2 separate regions of the Oryza sativa genome follow, and region 2 is linked to region 1. A link is a contact called in public HiCAR-type data. All regions are on one chromosome and are shown on one strand. The core of a region is the stretch at or near the end of the contact, and the rest is flanking DNA. Distances in the headings are between cores, read along the strand shown. Region 1 holds the start of LOC4337995. Region 2 holds the start of LOC4338009 (proteasome subunit beta type-7-A).

The links. HiCAR-type assays count read pairs that join an accessible place to other places.
Region 2: a contact with region 1 is called in a HiCAR-type map of leaf, with 3 times the contacts expected there. The contact joins the promoter of LOC4338009 here to the promoter of LOC4337995 in region 1. A contact is called at or near these places in 1 of 15 Hi-C or Micro-C datasets (seedling) and 1 of 4 datasets of contacts at active chromatin or transcription factors (leaf).

The regions. Positions count from the first base shown.
Region 1 is chr5:4,985,926-4,991,899 of ASM3414082v1, reverse strand. It overlaps LOC4337995, which reads right to left and starts at 1,303. Exons shown (of 12, transcript NM_001420231.1): 1 at 996-1,303; 2 at 745-825; 3 at 1-50. The coding sequence starts at 1,115. It overlaps LOC4337994 (FACT complex subunit SSRP1-B-like), which reads right to left. Exons shown (of 16, transcript NM_001420230.1): 3 at 5,862-5,967; 4 at 5,634-5,770; 5 at 5,075-5,158; 6 at 4,899-4,990; 7 at 4,681-4,789; 8 at 4,507-4,593; 9 at 4,318-4,410; 10 at 3,566-3,763; 11 at 3,337-3,488; 12 at 3,087-3,237; 13 at 2,875-2,973; 14 at 2,612-2,785; 15 at 2,389-2,467; 16 at 1,836-2,289. The coding sequence ends at 2,168.
Region 2 is chr5:5,351,387-5,356,621 of ASM3414082v1, reverse strand. It overlaps LOC4338009 (proteasome subunit beta type-7-A), which reads right to left and starts at 3,132. Exons shown (of 9, transcript NM_001424590.1): 1 at 2,902-3,132; 2 at 2,318-2,464; 3 at 1,689-1,830; 4 at 1,452-1,548; 5 at 1,272-1,341; 6 at 1,083-1,187; 7 at 842-940; 8 at 319-409; 9 at 1-233. The coding sequence starts at 2,458. The coding sequence ends at 160.

The DNA of each region.
Region 1 (5,974 bases), core at 54-2,553:
GATCCACGGGAAGAAGCAAGTTGTTTAACCTCCATAGCCAAGTTGCGCACCTAAATGGACCAAGGTGTAAGTCTAGCTTGACAAAATTAAACAAAGTATCAAATATGTGTATGAAGATAGGCAAACTGTTTTACTCATAAATGACAATGAAAAAAATATTATGGGAATATTGAAGTAGTATGTTTACTGTTGCATATACCACAGCTGTTTAAAACACACGCAGAATGCTTCTTATGAGCACACACTTGTGTTGTGGCTTGTAGTAATAATTAATATTACAACAGCTACTATACACTTCCAAAAATACTCAACAGCTCTTCATTGTGAACGTAGAAATGCCAAGGCCACAACCTAATGTATCACATGACAATATTAACTTATACATAATGGAAGAACAACTAATGCATTGTTGAAGCTAGCAATTCCCAGAAATAAGAAAAAATACAAGCAGAACTGACTCAATGCAATGTGAATCATTGCCACTATAAAACAATAATTCAGCAATCACTGCAGCTATAGATACATATACTGATAGGCACAGATAACATCCATTTTTAAATACAATAATCGCATTAAAATGCATCCCATGCTTCTCCTATTGACATGGGGCTCTGGTGGGGAAGCCAGAGCACCTAACTAATGGCAAAGAAAAATGGCGCAATAATCAATCGAACAGCTGAATCGGACACATCCCTGAGCATATACTAGCTGAAACATCTAGGGACAGGGAGATCACCGACGCACCTGTCTAGTGAGCGCGTCCGTCATGTCGGCGCCCCCGCCCCCTTCTCCGTCTTTCCCCTTCTCCCCCTTGTCCAGTATCTCCTGCAACGAGTGAGAGAGGTCCGCAAGGCACGGATCATCATCAGAACCAAACCAAATCAAAATCCAATCCGGTGGCGCGCCGCCACCTCTCCCAGGACCAGGATCACCGATTCAGGTGAGGAGGAAGAGCGGGGGATTCTTCCCCCCAAGGCGGTGGAGACGCGACGCACCTGGAGCTCGCCGAGGATCTCGGAGAGGCGGCCGTTGCGGAGGACGACGGAGCCGGCCATCCCGGCGCCGATGAGGACAACGACGCGGGTGAGGCCCATGCCGGCCTGCACCATCGCCATGGTCGCCGCCGCGCACGAGGAGGAGGAGGAGGTGGCGGCGGCGGCGGAGGAAACCGAAACCCTAGCCGCCCTGGGCTACGTCGTGGAGGCGGAGGCGGAGGCGGAGGCGTGGAGGAGGGGTCGAGCCGACCACTCTAGCTGATTTGGGGAAGGAGGGAGAGAGAGGGGGCGGAAATGGTTGAGTTGGGCCCACATGTCAGTGGCAGGAGGGGTGGTCGGATGGAGTCGCTGTGCCGGTCGCCGCAATCTGCGGAGGTAAAACGAACACGAATCCATTCCAAGCGGAGTAATGGGTTGGGTTGGTCGGTCTAGTTTAACAAGGCCTTTCATGGGCCGGGAATGGAGGGAGATCTCGGCCCACAACGTTACCCACTCCGATGGCAATAGAGGGGGGCACTGTCCCCAAAAAAAAGAATCATCGGTACCAAAATATACACTGATATCCACTTGAATGTGTTTGCATTCATAATCTCTCTATGTTTACAGTATATGCTTATTACTTTCGATTCCAGGAAACTCCCGCAAACAACCGTGAGAGTATGCTCCTTGGCAGAAGTCCAAGTACACATTGTCTAAGGACAAGTCTCGTTAACTCTTCAAATTTTCTACTGATACGCTTGTTTTCATAAATGTATTTACCCATGATTTTAAACCTAGCAAGTATATGTGAATTAATCCCGAACAAGTTATGCACAGGCAACTCCACAAGCTCAACACAACAGAGGTGATTCTCCAGCTAGAACACGCATTTATAATTTAACTAAGCAGATAAGCATGCTTATTGCTGCTACATAGGTGAAGGTAAGTTATCCGGCCAGCATAAATGGCGGGAAGAACTCTACTATACTATAGCTGCTATCTATATATATAGCTAAGATAAAGCGATAAGACACTCATAGAACGGGACTCGAAAGATACCTACGATAGTTTTATTTACATCCAGATAACTCATAAGTTTTATTTACATGGAAATAGAGATGCCACTAGCCGTATCCTGTCTGTCGCCCTCCTAGACTAAGGGTAATCTGGAATGCAATTCAGGTCTCTTCTCTTCAGTCCGAAGCAGGGCCGGAGTCCACATCCATGGCAGCCGCCCCGCGGTAGGCGGCTGACTCCTCCGCGTAGCGCTTCTTGTCAACTTGAGACTGCTCGACGTATGGCTGCTTCTCCTCGGCTGCAAGTTACACGAAGCGGACATGGTTCAAACGGAGGTCTCGGAGGACTTGACCGACCAGCATGGACATTGTCGAGCATAGAGATCAAAGAATGTTACCTGTCATCTTTTGCCACCTCTCCCCAAGCTTCTTCGCAATCTCTGTGGTAGCCAGCTCCGGATTGCTGTTCTTCAGATTCTGCATTTGGGAAAAACGATCGTAAGCTCCCTTCTTTGCTTGTGTGTGTGAGAGAGAGAGAGAGAGAGAGATCCTCCCACAATGTTTCACATAGGATTAGTCAGGGAATTTCTGTACAGTAGTGCAGGGTGGAAAGGAACTTACAGCTCGCTCAGCTTTTGAGAAGTACATGAATGGTGCAATTGCTCTTTTAGGGGCATTAGGATCCTTCTTTTTCTTTGGCTTTCTTTTCTCCGAGCCTTCCGCCGCATCCCCACCCTTTGGCTTCCTCTTCTTCAAAGGCGCCTTTGAGCTACTAGCTTCCTTTTTGGAAGATTTCTTTGGAGGGGGGGAATAGTAATGTTGATTAGCATGATGTATTCATTATAGACACTGATCAGGGATATTGCGTGAGTAAAATGAGTTACCTCCTTTTCTCCTCCACTTAAACTAGCGTCAGAACCCTCCTCTCCAGAATCATCAGTAGGAGATCCACTGTCGTCCTTGTCCGCCACAAAATCTTCATCCTGAAGTTGAAGATTATCCGATACAAACAAATTAATTCCAAGCTATGACAGGATTGATAAGTCAGATCATGGAATCATGATAAGTAGGATCAACAATTAAACGCAGGAAATACCTCTTCATCACTCTCATCATCGCCAGTCTGATTTCTGATCCGCTCCAGATGAGGATCAACAGCATCATCATCAGTGCTCTGAAGAACAGCTGTAACGCCACCAGCTCTACCTTGAGCTTCTCCAAGATTCAAGATTTTCAAATGCTTGCCACTTGAAAGGGATTACAAAAAGGCACTTATCAGCTTCATACTTCTATTCAAAAAGGCAAGTAAACCAATGATGGTGGAATCAGCTAAATAAAGCACAGACCTGATGAAATTGAAGAGATTATGGTATTCATTTCTTTGGATATTTCTGAATAGATGTTCTTGATCATTTTTCAGCTTGACCAGGAGATCAAAATAGTGAGATGAGATACTAGCACCCCCAGCACCATGTCGCTCAAATTCAACATACTCAATCTGCCATAAAGAGCTACAGCTTAAAACAGGACAAATGGATGGAATTATCAATCATCTCAGCAGTGTAGAAAACAGACCTCCTCATGCAGAATGAGTGTTGGGGGCTTTGGTAGAAAGAAGAAGCCCTTCTCCAGCGGATAGAGCAATCCATCTTCAGCTTTGAGTGATGATTTCACTGCATATCCATCTTGACAACTGCGGAACGTGCTTGGCCTCGTAACTTTAGCACCAGATAGGCCACGAAGGACCTTGGAGAACACTTCATGTATCAGACCCTATAGATAAATCAAATACTTTCTGTGAGTTTGTTATTAGTCTATCAGGAGTTAAAAATAGCAAATGAGCAAAAGCTATAGGACCCTATAACTCATGCAAAGTTGCAAACACAAAGGAATACATAATGATAGACTCAATGGCAGTAATGCCACAGAAGCAGTTCATCACATCAATAGCAGCTTGTGCAATTCAGTCAAACAGGAGTCATGAGTAGATAGAAAAAAAACAAGCAATTCAGTGATAAACGGATGAATCACAAGTTTGGGAATCAGTGCACTGATGATTCCTGGAGTTGCAAGCATCCAGCAGCACATTACCACAATAAATACAGCTCAGAGCATATGACTACAAACAAGAAACTAAAACAAACAAGAACAAATAACATTGCTGGAAGCAGTTATTTAAAATGATTCACACCCCCAAACTACTTTTTTTTTTGTTCTACAGATGCTCAGATGTAGAAAGAAATGCAAAACTACATGAGCCGGGAATTAGGATCCACTTTTTAGATGAAGAATGTCAGACTTGATTGAACGCAAACAAAATACATCACCTGGTAAGAGTTCTCCAGTCTATCCTTGTACTTTTCAGCCAAAACCTCATCACTTAATGTCAGATCCCTTTGAACGACTGCTTCAGTTTCAAACTATTCATAAATACAGAAAATGGTTACCAAATGCATATTGGAAGGTTACCGTAAACTGTAACCAAGTTAGTATCAAATTGAATTCTAATACAACACCTGAATAACAATGTGAGGATATAATGTCTGTCCTTTGCGAATTGGTGGATCAAGAGTGATAACCACAAAGGTATGAGGATTATTTGACTGCCAAGGTGAAAAGTCATAGGATTTTTTGTCAGATACAAAGTTAACAACAAGTACAGCATAATAAAAATATAAAAGGGGCAGAACCTTTGGTAAAACAAAGAGGCGAAGAATACTGCTATATTGAATTTTGAAATCATTAGCTTGTCCTTGGAGTCGTAAGAATGACAGATGAAGTTCAACACTGTATCGACCTCTGAATAGAAAAGGAGAAGTTAGCTATTCCAGAAAATTGAAAACAATAACATTGAATGATGTCCTTATTTCTAAAAAGTCTAGTCTCTATGGTTATATGATTTACCCACCTTGGAGTAAGAATAGCAATTCCATCAAATGTAACAACAGCTTCCTCTGATGAGCCAACATCAGCCTTATTCAAGATAGCCTGCCATAAAACCTAAAAAAAGGAGAGGATTTCACCATTTGCACAATAAAATCATGTGTATGTTGTCCATCTTGCATGCTTGTTGAGCAAACTCACCTGAGCTGAAGGACGATTCTCATCTCCAGGGAATTGAGTATTTGAAGTTGGTACATGAAAGCTTAAATCCATCAATGAATCTTTCTACATTTAAAAGAAGGAAAGGAAGTTGAAATTAGCTGTCCTTTTTTTTTGTCAACGATTAGCTTAGCTACCTTAATAATATTCTGAGCACAAATAAAGACCCTCCAAAATATGTAGTAGGGTGGAAAACAATGATCAATATGCCCTTCAGCACAAATAAAGACCCCAAAATTTTATGAAATGGTTTTTCTCTAACAATGGGAGTGTGTTACTTGCAATACCATCAAATGAGAATGAAAAAGCAGGACAGTAAAATCACTCTTTAATTACAAGGCAGACAGTTGAGTAGCTAATAATACATGACACTGAAATGTAACAGATAGCTTGTACAATTGTTACATCCACATTTCTTCAGATTGATAAACATAAATTGATTACTTATAACCAATTGCACCTAACAAACAGAAAAGTAGCATCTAATAAAATATGGGCGAAATTGGATGCAGAGAAATGTATATCTGGATAAACCACATACCTCATTACCACCAGTAGTATCATCCACATGAAACTCCAGAACAACATCTGTTTTTCCTTGCATCTGAGTTTGTGCTACGTCTGCTAGAGAGACTTCAAATGCTTCCTTTGAACCAACATTAAAGCTAAGCATATTGCCTGAAATGGAAATAACATGGAAAGCAATCAAACTACCAAACGTTGCAGAAAGGCAATGGAGCAACGGAATAATATAGAGAATTTGGCTAACCATTGATTTCAATTCCGCCCCAATTATGTCCACCAACAGAAAGCTGCTTCTCCTCTGGTGTGATTCTCATGTTCTTTTCCATGAAGTTAGTCAATGAACTGATATCCTAAAAA
Region 2 (5,235 bases), core at 1,883-4,382, 360 kb before region 1:
AAGATCGGTCCTCCATAAATGTGTCGAAAATCAACTTAAAGATGTGCATTAAGCCCAAGGAAGTACAACAAGAGTCATCTTTTTTTGTTCAAGCATTTCCACTGAAATGAAAGCATATGTTCTCAACGTGACTGCTTGTCTGAATGTAAGCACACAAAATCACTCCTCCATTGCATCACCCTCTGTCACCTCTACCTTCGGCTTCAGTTGTGTTATCTTTGTGGACAACACCACTGCGAGACGAGAGAAGAAACACGAATGAGTTCATATTGCTGAAGCATTTCTATCAATATGATGTAACATTAATAAGACACTGACCAGTCTGCCCCTTGGTGAAGTTGTACCCCTTCGAACTAACGTAAGTCCTTGGATTTGGTAACTGGTGGTTTCTCAAGTACTCTGTCTTCCCCTGGTAATGTTAACAGGAGGACTTTGTTAGCAAAACAGAAGATAGAAACACGCGTCCACTTTTCAAGCAACAAGAGCATTTTAAAGTTGGTTCAATCAAATATTCTACCCCTGACGGGAAGATTATAGCATAGAAATATTTGGATTTATTTTTGGCACTGCAGGTATCTATTTATCTAAGACTATTGCACTTTCCGTAAATTATTGCATAGAGCAACCAAACCGAAGGAAACGAGTGTCATAGATTATTGACTAGAGCAACTGAATAGAACGAAATGGACATAGATAACTGAATGGGAATTTCAGTTCACAGGAAATTATATCAAGAACTGCAACCATGTGTGAGAAAGATAGCATACACGGACAAATAAATTGCCACAACCATAGTTTGCCTGTTAATGCCATGCAATAATAATAATAATAATTTATGTACCTTGGTGATTACGCAAACATCCACATTGCTGCCACTGCCCAAGTCATTGAAGATACCACCACGAATTGCCTCAGCAACAAGTTGTATTCCCTCCTCCCTCTAGAGAATTTAAGAAATAATTAGAATGATATAAAACATAATGAAAAGATATGCAGTATCAATATATGTAAATAAAAAAAGGTATAGAGCAATCAGCAAATGCTAGCCTGAACAAAGAACAAAATTACACTGGTTCACTTACTGTGAGGCCTTCTTTGTACTTCGATTCAAACACTGACATTGCCGCAAGGGATCCAGAACCCATTGTGGCAAAAGGAAGAGTGTCCGTGGAGCCATGTGGATAAACCTATATGATTCAAAAGATTAACAAAACTACCCAAAATTTCTCTTAACAGATATTTTTAACAGACAACCATACTCAGTTACTCACAGTGTGCAGGTGTGGCCCAGTAACATCTACTCCACCAAGAACAAGGGCAGCACTGACATGACCTTGGTAGCTAAAACATAAGGAAGAAAGAAGGTAAAACGTTTGCAATGTATGATAGTCTAGCTGATGACGCATAAACATTTGCAATGTTTGAGAGAGAGGGAGGCAGAGAGCAATCACCTAAAAAGGTGCGACTTCAGTAATGTAAGAGAGGTTACAACTCTGGACTCACGACCAGTTGCATAACGGTGAAGTTGAAGCTGGGAACTGACCATATCTAGAGTTGAAACAAAACAAGTTGTATTTTTCAATTTTTTTTATAAGACAGAGAAGCAAACTAATGAAACAACTGGGTTGGAGTATACAGTCCACAACTATTTTTTTCTCTTCATGCTACCAGGATACCATAATTAATACCTGTTACAGCCTCAGTGTCAGCGGCAGTTCCTGCTCCACAGCAATATATGTTTGGCGCCATATAATGAATTTTCTCGCAGTTCTTATCAGCAACTATAGGACCCTCGGTGGCCCTCGTGTCTGCCCCAAGAACAACACCATCCTAAGTAGAAAGCATAGTTACACCAAAGTTAACTCAGCAAATTATTCATGATGAGCAGAAAAGGATGCCAATTAGATGGAACGAAGCATGGAAAACAAAATCATCCATCAAAGTATTAACAACTAGGAGACTAGGAGCAAAAATACAATAGGAGGTTAAAACAAGCACCATCTACTTCCCTGCTGAAAGCAACTGCAATAGCCAATGTTGCCACTAGAAATCTCCTCTGGTAATCCATTATTCTTTCAGGTTCAAAAAATTTTACATAAACAGAAGCATAAATTCGTGCGGTGCGCACATACTAAAAACTATAGTTGAGGGGAAAAAAAGCTGAGAAAACTAATGTTACAGCACAATTCAGTTATATCCATTATCCTTATGTCCATAAAGTTTTATGATTCCCTTGATTGCACACAAATTAACCAGCACACGCAAAAGAAAAAAGAAAAAAAAACTAAGAGTACCAGTTAGCAGAACAAAAGAGTACCTGAAAGACCAAACCGACGATGGTAGTCCCGGTCTTGAGGAACCCAGGCATCTTCAAGCCCTTCTCCACAAGCATGGCGTTCCTCGCGCAATTGTCGTAGCTGAACCCGCCCTTCGGGGGGAGATCCGTCGCTCCGGCCATCCCGCGCTGTCACCGACGAAACAAAAAAAAAATCAAATCAACATCTCGCGCACATGAATCACTTCCCCCTCGCAACCAATCCACCGCCGCCACAACCCCTCCCCACACACACACACACGACACACACTATACCTCCCAATCTCCCTAATCTCGCGAAACAGCGAGCAGAAACAAATCGAGAACCACAGGAAATCGCCGCCACAAAACCCTAAAATCCCAACGAAGAATCAGTGGGGAGATTTTCTCCGGGGGACAAACTACCTGTCACCACCATTACTACCAAGATCAACAACAAAAAAGGGCAAAGGTAAAAGTAGCTTCCAGATCTAGGGAGGAGAAGCTAGGGTTGAACTACCAGTCTAGGTTCGCAAATTCGTCGAGAGAGAAAAATAAAAAAAATAAAAGGTGTGAGGAAGATGTAACGAGCGGGAGGATGCTCTCACCGGCGAGGATGCGGCGGCGGGAGGAAAAGCGGCAGGGTGGAGCGGCGGCGGCGCCGGCGATGGTGGGGGATCGGAGATTGGGGCTCAGGCGAACTCGGCGACGGATCAACTTGGGTAAGGGGGCAACAAGGAAGGGGAAGGCGAGAGTCGGAGGCCTAGTGTACTACGGGCCTTTGTATAAGGGCCCAAGTCTCAAAACACACTGAAATCGGGCTCGGGTTTAGAACGAACGCAACGAAGTAGGAGTTGGATTGGGGGAGAAGAAAGGAAAAAAGGACAGGGACGGCTGCTGCAATATTCGTGCTGGGCATTTTTTTAATTATTTATAATTACTCTCTCAGTCACATCTCATAAGGTGTTTAGATTCAGGGTGTAAAGTTTCGGCGTATCACATCGGGTATTATATAGGGTGTCGCATAGGGTGTTCGGGCACTAATAAAAATACTAATTACAGTATCCGTCGGTAAACCGCAAGACGAATTTATTAAGCCTAATTAATCTGTCATTAACATATTTTTTTTAACTGTAGCACCACATTATCAAATCATGGAACAATTAGGCTTAAAAGATTCGTCTCGCAAAGTAGTTGCAATATGTGCAATTAGTTATTTTTTAGCCTATATTTGATAGTTAATGCAGGTGTTTAAATGTTCGATGTGACAAGGTGTAAAATTTTTGGGTGGAATCTAAACTGGCCCTAAGTAATTTTGACTTTTTTTCTAGTCAAATCATTTCAAGTTTGATCAGATTTATAGAAAAATCTAGCAACATGCACCACATCAACATAGTGTTATTAAATCTAACATCAAATATATTTTAATAATATGTTTATTTTGTGTTAAAAATATTACTATATTTTGCTATAAACTTAGTCAAACTTAAAATATTTGACAAAAAGAAGCCAAAGTAACTTGTAGTAGGGAGTTTTTTTTTTATTTTGATGGGTTTTTTTCTTTTTCCTACGCCTACACTACACACGATCAAGTAGCGTACATTTTGATGGGTACGTAATAAGCTTTAAAGGGACTATCTATTTATTTATTTTTCTTACAGATTTAAAGCTTTAAATTTTGCAGAATTTTAACCAATGGATACAACCCATTTCTTCTAAATTAAATAACCTATCGATCGGCGGCTGTCCCTCCACCGTGTGCCTCGACATCGTGCTATTGCTGGTGTACGACAGCCCAAGTTTTTTTTCGGCCGCTTCGTTTCCTATTTTGGCCCACGTATTTTCGGCCCATTAAGAAAAACTGTTTTATTTTTGTAAATTTTACAGCAAACCGAAAACGATTTTGCTATATATTTGTCGACAAATTTTCTCCCAAAAATTTGACAGATGTAATTACAGTACAATCGTAATGTAATTACACTGTAACTTTCATGTAATTACACTGTAACTATATGTAACTATAGTGTAACTTGTATGTAACTCTCAAAAATATCTCTGTAATATGTTATTTGGGTAAAATGGAGGTTGTGGGAACAAATCCTTACACATATGTGTGTGCTGTGATTTTTTTTTCTTCCTCACCAAAACAAATCTTGTAATAGATTTAACGATTCAAAATTACGTGAAACTTATATACAAGTTACACTGTAGTTACATGTAAGTTACACTGTAATTACATTTAAGTTACATTGTAATTACACTACGATTGTATTATAATTACATTTATCAAATTTTTAGGAGAAAATTTGTCGACAAATGTATAGGTGGTCCCAATAGCCTAATACTAGTACTAACAAGGACCGTAAAAGGCTATTTATTCTTCTCTAGATAAGCAATCATCGTTAAAAATAAAACCAGAATATTATAATTGCTCTAGGACTATTTAGACAACAAAATATAGTGAGTAGGAGTATAATTTTGAAGATATCTTCTCGAACAACCGAACAATACCACAGATAACTTCAGAGGGAGATAACATGAGAGTTTCAGGCTTTCAGCTGATAGCAGTTAAAACATTTTTCTGAAAAATATTCATTTTGTTCTTTTCACCATCTTCTAAAAGCTCAGAAGAAATCCTAGGCTGTGTTGGGAATTAATTCCTACACACGAAAAACAATATAGTAGGTTAGTACATGATTAATTAAGTATTAGCTAAAAAAACTAAAAATAGATTAATATGATTTTTAAGCAATTTTTTAATATAAAATTTTTGTAAAAGATATTACCGTTTAGCGGAAAAAACCAAGATTTGAAACCATTTCCGTTCTAAACCAAGTGTAACTGAATACTGAATCTACTCTGAAGTCTGAACCGAGCCAAACTCAGATGAACACACATAGGCCTGACCGCTCGGACGAATAACTACAAACACTCCCAAAATC